Regions from separate parts of the Rattus norvegicus genome. Here region 2 is linked to region 1. The links are chromatin contacts, called in public Hi-C maps. All regions are on one chromosome and are shown on one strand. Each heading gives the region's core, a stretch centred on a gene start, on an enhancer-like site or on the middle of the called end of the contact. The rest is flanking DNA. Distances are from core to core; before and after follow the strand shown.

Region 1 (4,965 bases), core at 1,207-3,706:
GGGTCTTAACCTCTTTATCACACCCGGAGGCACATCTCCATGAGAGTCACCTAAGAGACGAAGCTCTGGGCACTGGGACATCTGTAAGGGGTTATCTCGGTCCAGTGTCTAAGACACGAGGGGCAGCCATCTTCAACCCAAGACAAGGTCCTCACTAGAACCTGAGATTAGATTGAGACCCTGACCAGGGACCTCACATCCATGGAGGAACTAGGAAAAGTGAGTTTCTGTTAAGTCTGTGATACTTTGTCATAACAGTTCAGTGGGGTGGATGCATGGTTGACCTACTGGGCTGTTTTCCTCTGAACCGTTCAGCTTGTTCCATAGATTTTTAATTTTGGCCATCTATCCAGTTTTGTAAATTACATACAACATGAAGTTTTGGGTAAAAGAAACTCCTACAAGGAATTTTCTTGGTTACATTAATCGATGTGGGAAGATCCATCTCATTGATTGACTGATTGATTGATTGACGGGTCTCACTGCTAATCCCCAGCTTTCCTAGAACTCACTGTGTAGACCAGGTTGGCCTCGAACTCACAGAGATCCATCTGCCTTTGCTTCTGAGTGCTGGGATTAAATGCGTGTGTTGCCCGTCTTGGCTGTGGGCAGGACCGTTCCCTGGGTATGGGTTCTGGGCTGTAGAATAAGGAGGCCAGCTTGTGAGGACTTCGTTGTTCTGCTTCCTGACTGCAGATAGGATGTGAATAGCTGCTTCCAGCCCCTGCTGCCTCGACCTCCCTGCTTTGATGGGCTGCAGCCTTCAACTGTGAGTCAGGATAACTCCTTAGGTTGCTTCTGTTGGGAGGTTTGTCACAGCTGCAGGGAGACGCTCTCCCATGTAACTCTAAATCCAGTAAGGGTCACAAGGAAGATGAATTGTCACAGCCACTGGACTACCCTGACTTGCTGGGGACCGACTGGTCTCCCGGGACAGAATCCTTCCAAAGGGCTCGGGCTCAGGAAATCTGGGAGGGGTCATCTCAGTCTAACACACCCCCTGATGTGTTGGATAGCAGTCCTGTGTAACAATCCTGGTGTGTTTCCCTCATCCAAATGCCAGCCACTAAAGAGCACAAAGTGCTCTTGACCTGAGCTCACACAGATTCTTGGCAAAAAGGAAGCCCGCCAGGCATGGGGGTGGGGGGAGAGGGGAGTTCAGGCCTGTGGAGTATAAAATTGTGAATACACTATGTTCTCAAATGTAGGCAACACTCACGAGACAAACTGAAGTAGTTGTGTCATGGCAGGGTTTATACATGAAGGAAGCCTTTAAAGCGAAATTTCCATAATGCTGACTCACTCAGTAAAGTAAGTTTGAAGCTATATTTAAGTATTTTATATACATAAATATTTAAAGTCATAACTGTAGACAAAGGGGTGTGGACAAACGTCTGTGATTTTTAGAACATGGGAGGCCATAGCAGCAGGATTGTGAGTTTGAGGCTAGCCTGGGTTACCCAGGGAGACTAGAGCTCAAAGAGCCAAACAAAGCAAAAACAAAAACAAAACAAGAAAACGGGTGGGAAGACGGTTAAGCAAGTAAAAGCACTAGCTAGCCACATACAAGCCCCAATGACACGAATTCATCTTCCAGAGCCCATGCGACACGTATCTGTAATCGCAGTGTCTCCACAGTGAGAGGACAGATGGAACTCATGGGCAGGCCAGCCTGGAGCACGCACACAGCAGTAAAAGCAAAAGGCCCTGCTTCGACCAGGTGGAGGGTGAGGACCCACTATGGGTTCACCCTGGTTCACGTATGTGTGTGTGTGTATGTGCACCCCACCCCCAAATATATGAATATATTTAAAATTCCACAGGAGGAAGACAGAACACCATACATCATTGTGACTGGATAATGGTCCCGTCTAACTGAGGTGAGGAGGAAGTCAGGAATTTCTTTTTTCCCTCATTTGGTAGCCCAGGCTAGCTTCAAAGTTACCCAGGTGCCGAGACCACTAATGAGGGACTTAAAAAATTAAGAAATTATTCTATATGCATGAATGTTTTGTCTGTGTGTACAACACGTACGTATGCATCTGATACTTCGGGTGGTTAAAAAAGGGTGTCAGATACCATGGAGCTGGAGTTATGGAGCACCGTGTCTGCAAAAGCAGCAAGTGCCCTTAACCGGCGAGTCAGATCTCTGGTCACAAGGAACTTTTCCACCTTAGATATAATCTTGGGGAACCGAGTGTGTCAGGACAGTGGGCTCCAGAGACCAGGGATATGTCTGACAACAAACTGATATCCCCCTACCTCTGATGCTTCCTCTCACCTTCTAAGTTTGTATCTGGGTCCATTGGCTTTTGTTTCTCATTAACTAAGAAGGGCAAAGGGCAGGGGCAGGAGAGGAGGACAGGTCGAAAGCAGAGAGGGTGCTGTGTGGGTGTAAGTCCAGGAAGGGCAGAAACACATTCGAGTTTCAGCTTTGATTTTACTTTAAAAACCATGTTGGTGCTGCCACCTCCTGTTCCATGAGGGGATGGCCCAGGAGAAAGGGTTTCCTGTAGCTTTCACTGGGAGAGGAGTTTCTAGCTCTGTCCAGTTCAAAGGGCCAAAAGAGTGACTGGGTGGAGGGGCCTAAGGCAGTGTCCACTCCATCCCTACCTTTTATTTATTTATTTATTTATTTTTTGGCAACGTGTGTGTGTGTGCATGCGTGCGTGCGTGCGCGCGCGCGCGCGCGCGTGTGTGTGTGTGTGTACACGCGCACACGCGTACGCCTGAGACTCATGCCACATAGCATGTGTGGAAATCAGAAAACAACTTGAGGCGGTAACTTCTTTCTTTCTACCATGCGGGTCCTGATATCACACGCAAGCCATCAGGCATGGAGGCGAAAGCCCTTACTCGGCTGAGCCGTCTAACCAGCTCAGTCTGGCTTTACTTCCCAAGCCTAACTCCGGGGCCAGGACCCTCTGGGGCTTCTGGGTCCAGGACTAGGGTTGAAGTGAGATCCAGGATAACATCAGGGACTTAGGTGGCTGGAGTCAATCTGTGAGCCTGGGCTTCTGTTCTGTACCGGCGTTAGGGGTGTGAGCAGGCCAGGGCATGGGAGACAGGGTGGCTCTGAGGACTTGTTCCGCATGCTGTCTCCAATTATTGACTTAAGTCATGGACACTCAGAGGTGGGTCCAAATCAACCCCCTAAAATTCAACCATGAGTCTTAGCACTGGAGCCCACCCTCTGCCATTATCTGCCTAAAAGCTAATCGCACCCTTCCCACCTGAAACCTTTTCAGTGCACGGGCCCTCTGAGCGGCTTGTCTGTCTGTCCTGAGTGGTTCCTCCTCAGTAACTGTGTTCTGGTTTTCTTTCCTCAGCCTACTTCTGTTCTGTTTGGCTGCGCTCATGTGCGACACCCTCACTAATAATCTTATATTGTCTTTCTCACGACCCTTCACCCCACCCCCATTGCCATGTCCTTCTGTCACAAGAGGTAAAAAAACAAACAAACAAACAACAACAACAACAAAAAAACAGCCCGCTACTGCTCTAAAGGCAGCGGCTCCAGGCCACATTCAAGCACCACGACTCAGAAGCTCTGGGACTGTCTCCAATGTGTGTTATACCTCCGTGCTACTGCTGTCCTCCTCCGTAGAACACAGAGCAATGAAGCTCACACTTAAGAGCTGTTGTGAGGATTAAATGAGTTAATAACCTAAATTATTTAGGAGGACGCCTGGTCCTTGGTGAACAATAAGCTTCATTACTAGTTTATGAAGATAAGAGAGAAAAATGGCTAGCTCAGTGGTTCCCAACCAGGAGCAGTACTGCACCATAGGGATATTTGAAGTTAGAGATTAAAAAAAAAAAAAAAAAAAGAGGCGGCGGATACTACTGCCACCTAGTGGTAGAGACTAGCGATGCACTCTACATTTGTGTCTTTGGTAATAGCTCAGAAATCGGGGTTATTGGGTAGTCAATTCCTTTTATTTTATATATAACCTTAGTAAATGACGGAAACTTGCTCCTCAGTTTCCTTAACTGTAAAATGGAGACAAAGAAAGGCATTTAGTCTCTCTCTCTCTCTCTCTCTCTCTCTCTCTCTCTCTCTCTCACACACACACACACACACACACACACACACACACACACACACCGTCTGGGTCTAACATACTGGGGATGGCCCAAGTTCATTATGCAGCAAAGAATGATCTCGACTTGTGGCTCCCCTCACCCTACCTCTCAGATGTGCACCATTGGGCCTAGCTGTGACAGGGCTCTTTATAGCAGATTTCTTTTTCTTTTTTTTTCTTTTTTTCGGAGTTGGGGACTGAACCCAGGGTCTTGCGCTTGCTAGGCAAGCTCTCTACCACTGAGCTAAATCCCCAACCCCGACAGATTTCTTTTTATTTATGTGTGTGCGGTGGCGGTGGTGGGGGACAGCACAGGATCTCCTGGAGCTGCAGTCACAGGCAGTTATAAATAATTGGACATGGGTGGTGCTGAGAATTGAACTCTGGTCCCCTGGAAGACAACAGGGGCAGCAGGAGCTCTTAACCACTGAGCCACCTATCTAACCCCTGTGACGTGGTTCTTAAGGAGTAAATACCTGGCGAGTAGCATTCATGGCCAGGCACCGTTATTATTACTTCTCTCCTTACACTTATTCCTTTGGAAGGCCTGACTCAAGGTGGCCTTAGTTCCCCTGTGTTTATTGGACACTTGAGTATCTAAATGCATGATATCCACTTGTCCACTTGTCTGTCTTTCCCACAGGTCTGGGAGGTCCTTGAGGGAAGGACTTCATAGTTTTTGGCATCCTCAGAGCTAGTGCAGGCCCTGGCCTGTCAGCTCCGACTTCTGCCTTTGGGGTGGGTGTGGACCAGAGCAGGGAAGTGGGTACCAAGCATTGACCTTGTTGTTGAGGGAGGAAGAGAAGGTGGTGTGTGGGCAGGTCCAAGGTCTGAGGGTGGCAGTGGAGGTTAGTGATGCTGGTGTAATTATGCTCTGCCT
Region 2 (4,965 bases), core at 1,136-3,635, 130 kb before region 1:
CCGTGTCACACCGAGTCCTAATCTCCTCTTTTCAATGTATGCATCTCCTTAGCTCCCTGTCAATCGAGGAAAGCCCTTTAGAGACGTGGGAAAGGGTATACAGCTATTGTTCTCTCCTGTGCTTCCTTCTTAACGTCCACTGCTATCAGGTTCTACAGCGGTGTCTCCTTATTTCCCACAGTCCAACTGGCCATGCAGGCAAGGAGAACCTGAGACTTCTGATCCTCCTACTTCTACCTCTAGTGCTGGGATTACAGGCATGCGCCACGCCTGGTTTGACACTTGGGAATACAACCAGGATTTGTGCACGCTAGGCAAGCACTCACCGACTGGACTACAGATCCATTCCACCCCATCCTGGAACACCTTTTATTTAGTACCCAGTAACCCTGACCAAGGAGACAGGGGTCAGACCTGAGCCCGCTGGGTAATGAGCTGCGAGGCGTTGAACTTGGCCACCACACTCTTGAGCACCTCATTAACAATGGACGGCAGCACTCGCTCCTCATAGTCTAGGCCTAGGCGCTGGTACATGCTGGGGAGCTCCTGGGCATTGGGCCGAGACAGTACACGCAGGGAGATGTTCACCATCTGCAGGTCTGAGGGAGAGGTCAGCAGTGGCCGGTTAAGGCCAAATTCCCCCTTTCCCAGCATCTTTTCCTATGAGTGCTACCCACCATGCTACCCACCATGTTACACAGTACAGACTAGCTCCACTGGGAAGATGATCATGTCAACGAGGAACATGTGGACAACACGGGTGAGACAGATCCTTGTTTACTGAGAAATCTTTTCTACAGGTCTTCCATTAATACAGCTTTAAAAAAATTTTTTTTTTTTTGCTACTCCTCCAAAGTGGATTCACCAAGCAGCACAATTTTGGGTTTCCCCCTAATCATCTGGAGAACCAGAACTGTGAACTGTTTATTGTTTATTTCCAAGGCCTGTGGCTTGGCCAATGAATAAACCACATACACTGCAAACAGCACAAAGAAGCACATTTCTGGGGGCTACTTGCCTCAGTGTGTACATGGGAATGAGGCAGAGGCCTGGGGAATCTCAAAGGCAGGACTTCTAAATGTGGTCTACAAGGAAACAGCTAGTGAAGAGTGGGGGCACTTTCTCCAGAGCAAGGTGTACTGTGGATGTAATCAACAAGTCAACAGAAAAAAGGCCTTAAAAAAAGGCTTGGATCCAGGCAGCAAGGAAGAAAGGCAACTCATTTCGTTTATGCTAGGCAGAAGGTAACGTTAAAACGTGCACACATACTTACATGTATTGTTTTGAACCGTGAGGCATGGCTCTTTTGCAGACATAGAATACAAGCCCTAAGAAACACTACCATTTCTGGCAGCCTTGCCAGGCTCATTTTACATTTCTGTCTTTCCCCACGTGCCATGCAGCTCCCAGTTGCCCACATTACCTTTGGAGCCTGTGGGGGAGGAGATTTTTCGAGGTCTGGCCCGAATGTCATAGATGATGGGGTACTGGAACCAGGGAATCCTGGAAAGGAGAGGTCAGGGACAGGAGTTGGGAAACTACAGTTTCATTGATTTTGACCAGTTTCCCCTCACCACTCGTCCTTGGGCCTGTTCCTCCCCATGACCACAGACAGGGAGATTCTCTTTTCCAGGTCGAGAACAGCCTTTTATGCTGGCACTGTCCTTACGAGAAGGAGTGAGGAGGGGAAAAAGCAGTATCGAATCCTGTTGTTAAGTCTGGCTACAGCCGTCAAGGGTGAAGGGTCAGGGCCTGCTCGCTCTGCCCGCCATTACCTGAAGTGAAGGCCTTCGGCTAGGATTGTGTCCTGTTGTACGCCACCAATACGATTAAAGAAGATGGCTCTGTGACCACCTTCCACTGTGGAGAGAGGGGTGGGAGTCAGGACAAGCTGCTGGTCAGGCTCAGGCGGGACAGGGATGAGGGAGCATGGAGGCGCGGACACTTGGGGGAGGTAGGACAGTGGGTCTGGAGACCGCGAGGTCCGGTCAGTGGAAGGAGGTTGCTCACCAGTGAATACGGACTCACGGACGCCGTAGGCCACAGCCCCGGCCCCCAGCAGCAGCTTCAGCGCCGTGCCCATGCCCCGAGGCCCGGAGGGCAGGCGTCCCGCTAGGTCCTTTAAGTTCTGGGCCATGTCTGATTCTCCTGAAGGCGGCGGCACCAGTGGTCAGGAGGGGGTGCCCGCCAGCTTCTACCCCACTCCAGTTTACACACCTCGCCTTGCACACGAGGATTGGAGGCCTTAGAGCTCGCGGGAGAAAGGGCACCGGAAGTGCGTTCTCTCTGAACCCGCCCCCGTTTGCTTAGTCGGACCCAAACCTCGCGCACAGTAATGGCGCATCCGGAAGTCCCGCCCCCTTTGGAGGTGTGCCCTCTTAGAGAGGCTTCCGTACAGGTATCGCCATTTTCAAGCGCCCTCTTTCAAAATGGCAGCTAGAAGGAAGTTTGCAGTGAGGCGGACGTGAAGTTCTAACTTAAGGACCTTAGCGCAACTTCCGGTCTGCTTACAAGATGGCTGCGACCAGTGGTGGCTTCCAACCTCGTGAGCGGCGTTTTTCAGTGCAGGAACAGGACTGGGACCCTGCGCCGCCTAAGAGACCCCGGCTTGGGGCAGGAAGCAAGTGTGGAGGCCGTAGGCTCATTGTGGTGTTGGAAGGGGCCAGTCTGGAGACAGTCAAGGTAGTTTTGAACATGAATGCGGAGGTAGTCCATTGATGAACCAGATTCTGTGGGGCACAGAATGAATGGAAAAACGGAGCCGTGAAATTTGCTTTTGAAGGATGACCTAGTTTTGCAGGCGGTTGACATCCTGGATTGGCAGTGTTTTCTTTTGCTCTTGACTCTCATTTTAGCTTTTAGTTAATTTACCAGGGACTCTGTGATATAAAATGCAAAATGGGGGAAGCATTGAGGTTTCCCACATTTCTAAAGGCCAGTGACTTCCTCAGCCTTTTATTGCTAAGGATTTGATGTTTTATTTTGTTAAAAGGCTTTCGACCGCCAGCTTGTTTTATATTTACCTATTTTGAAGTGTGTCTGATCAGATTATTTAAAAAGCCTTCGTCTTTGCTTTTTTACCCCCTTAAATACTTATTTTACCCTTTCTTATGCATGCAAGTCTCCATGTGGCCGTGAGCCACCTCATGTGGGTGCTAGGAAGCTAACTTGGGTCCTGTACAAGAAGGCTTTGTCATAACCCCTGTGCCATCTCTCTTGCCCCCTCCTTCCTTCCTTCTTTCTTTTGTCTTACCTTTCAGAGCTAAACTTGTTCATTGGTTAGATCCAGAAGTCATCCCCCAACCCCTTCCCCCAATACACACATACCCCACACACACTCTGGATGGTTGTATTTTGTAAGTCTTGGAATGCAGTCGAGGTTGGCTTGGAACTCTCCACCTTCAACCTCCTCAGTACTTGGATATTTATAGGTGAGTTTCACCATGCCAGGCCTGACCTGGATTTAAATTTGGTCCTTAGCCTTTCCTAGTGACTGTGAGAAAACATGTTTGCTCTCCCTTTGTAAGGTGGTTGTATACCAAACCACACAGGAGCTGTATTGACAGTCCTGTAAAGGTGGTTAAGAGTGTTACCTGAGAACCCGAGGTGAGAGTCATTTCCATTTGTTCTTCATGTACACTTTATTAAACTAGAAAACTGTTTTCCCCTTCTACTCTTTTCCCCTAGACTTATTTCTGAGTACCCTGGAACTATCTTCAGACACACCAGAAGAGGGCATCAGATCCCATTACAGATGGTTGTGAGCCACCATGTGGTTGCTGGGATTTGAACTCAGGACCTCTGGAAGAGCAGTCAGTGTAACCACTGAGCCATCTCTCCTGTACCCTCCCCTTCTATTTTTTATTAAGTGATCAATTAATCAGATTTAAAATTTTCTATAGTCATTTCCAACCTAACTACAGGCTTTTATATAATCCTCCCTCAGTGGTTATCATCAGTCATCATCATTATTATTGTTTAAAGGTTTATTTATGTGTATTGGTGTTTTGCTTGCATGTATATCTCTGTAGAATGCCAGATCCCCTGGAACTGGAGTTACAGACGGTTGTGAGTTGCCATGTTGGGGCTGAGAATCGAACCCAGGTCCTCTGGAAGAGCAGCCTGTGCTGTTAACTGCTTATCTATCTAGCCCTTATTGTTATTCTTGTTGACAGGGTCTCACTGTGTAGCTCCTGCTGGCCTGGAACTCACTGATTATCTGCCTGTCTCTGTCTCCTGAGTGCTGGGATTAGTGGCATGCACCACGACACCTAGCTGCTTTTCAACTCTTTGAATGTTAATTTGGACATTATCGGACTAGGAATCCCATGATAATGGTAATTTGCAAATGTGGAAACCATTCCTGTGTCCATGTTTCAGAAAGGAGGTACACTAGATTCCTTCTGTACACCACTTTTCTGACATAGGCAAATCAGTTCACTTAACTGTAATGTTGGAAGGAGTAAAGGAGGTACTGTATGTGTTTAGGATAATGTCTGCTACTTGAAATTAATATCACTTGTTCCAGGTTACTTGTTGAGAGTTCAAACAGTTATATTAAAACTCTTAGCCCATGGGTGGAGAGACATTGGTTAGGAGAACTTGCTCTTGCAGTTTGGTTCCCAGCACCCACAGTCTGGCTCTCAGTTGTCTGTCAGTCCAGTTCCAGGGGATCTGATGACCCCTTGGCCTCCACCGGCTCAGCACCCGTGTGATGCACAAACACACACACAGGCAAGACACCTGTACCCATAAAATTAAAACAATGTGTGTACACACATATGCTGCATATAAATCTGGCATATATATCTTCTCAAGTGGAAACTTAAGGGTTATTTGGAAAGTTGGTTGAATGATGTTTTGCCAAGGCAAACATGTGAAGGAACGTTTCATTAAAGTGGATACAGGTGTGAAAGCCTAAGACAGACTCGTGAAGGAACATTTTGCTGAAGCAGACACAGGAGA

What was found. Hi-C and Micro-C count contacts between places; a contact is called where the count stands out from the background.
Region 2: a Hi-C map of the Rat2 cell line shows a contact between it and region 1, with 5 times the contacts expected there. The contact joins the promoter of Emg1 here to the enhancer-like site in region 1. A contact is called at or near these places in 3 of 12 Hi-C or Micro-C datasets (the A7r5 cell line, the Rat2 cell line and kidney).

The regions. Positions count from the first base shown.
Region 1 is chr4:159,066,957-159,071,921 of GRCr8, reverse strand. It overlaps LOC102553636 (a long non-coding RNA gene), which reads left to right. Exons shown (of 5, transcript XR_353602.5): 3 at 1,824-1,880. Among named protein-coding and RNA genes, the nearest start is that of C1rl, 11 kb to the left of the region's middle. Within about 2 kb of position 2,456, at least 8 of the 93 cell types and tissues checked have an H3K27ac peak or open chromatin away from gene starts, as enhancers often do.
Region 2 is chr4:159,201,246-159,206,210 of GRCr8, reverse strand. Emg1 (EMG1 N1-specific pseudouridine methyltransferase) reads left to right here and starts at 2,385. Exons shown (of 6, transcript NM_001107888.3): 1 at 2,385-2,682. The coding sequence starts at 2,515. Phb2 (prohibitin 2) reads right to left here and starts at 2,263. Exons shown (of 10, transcript NM_001013035.1): 1 at 2,011-2,263; 2 at 1,776-1,860; 3 at 1,424-1,503; 4 at 415-599. The coding sequence starts at 2,137.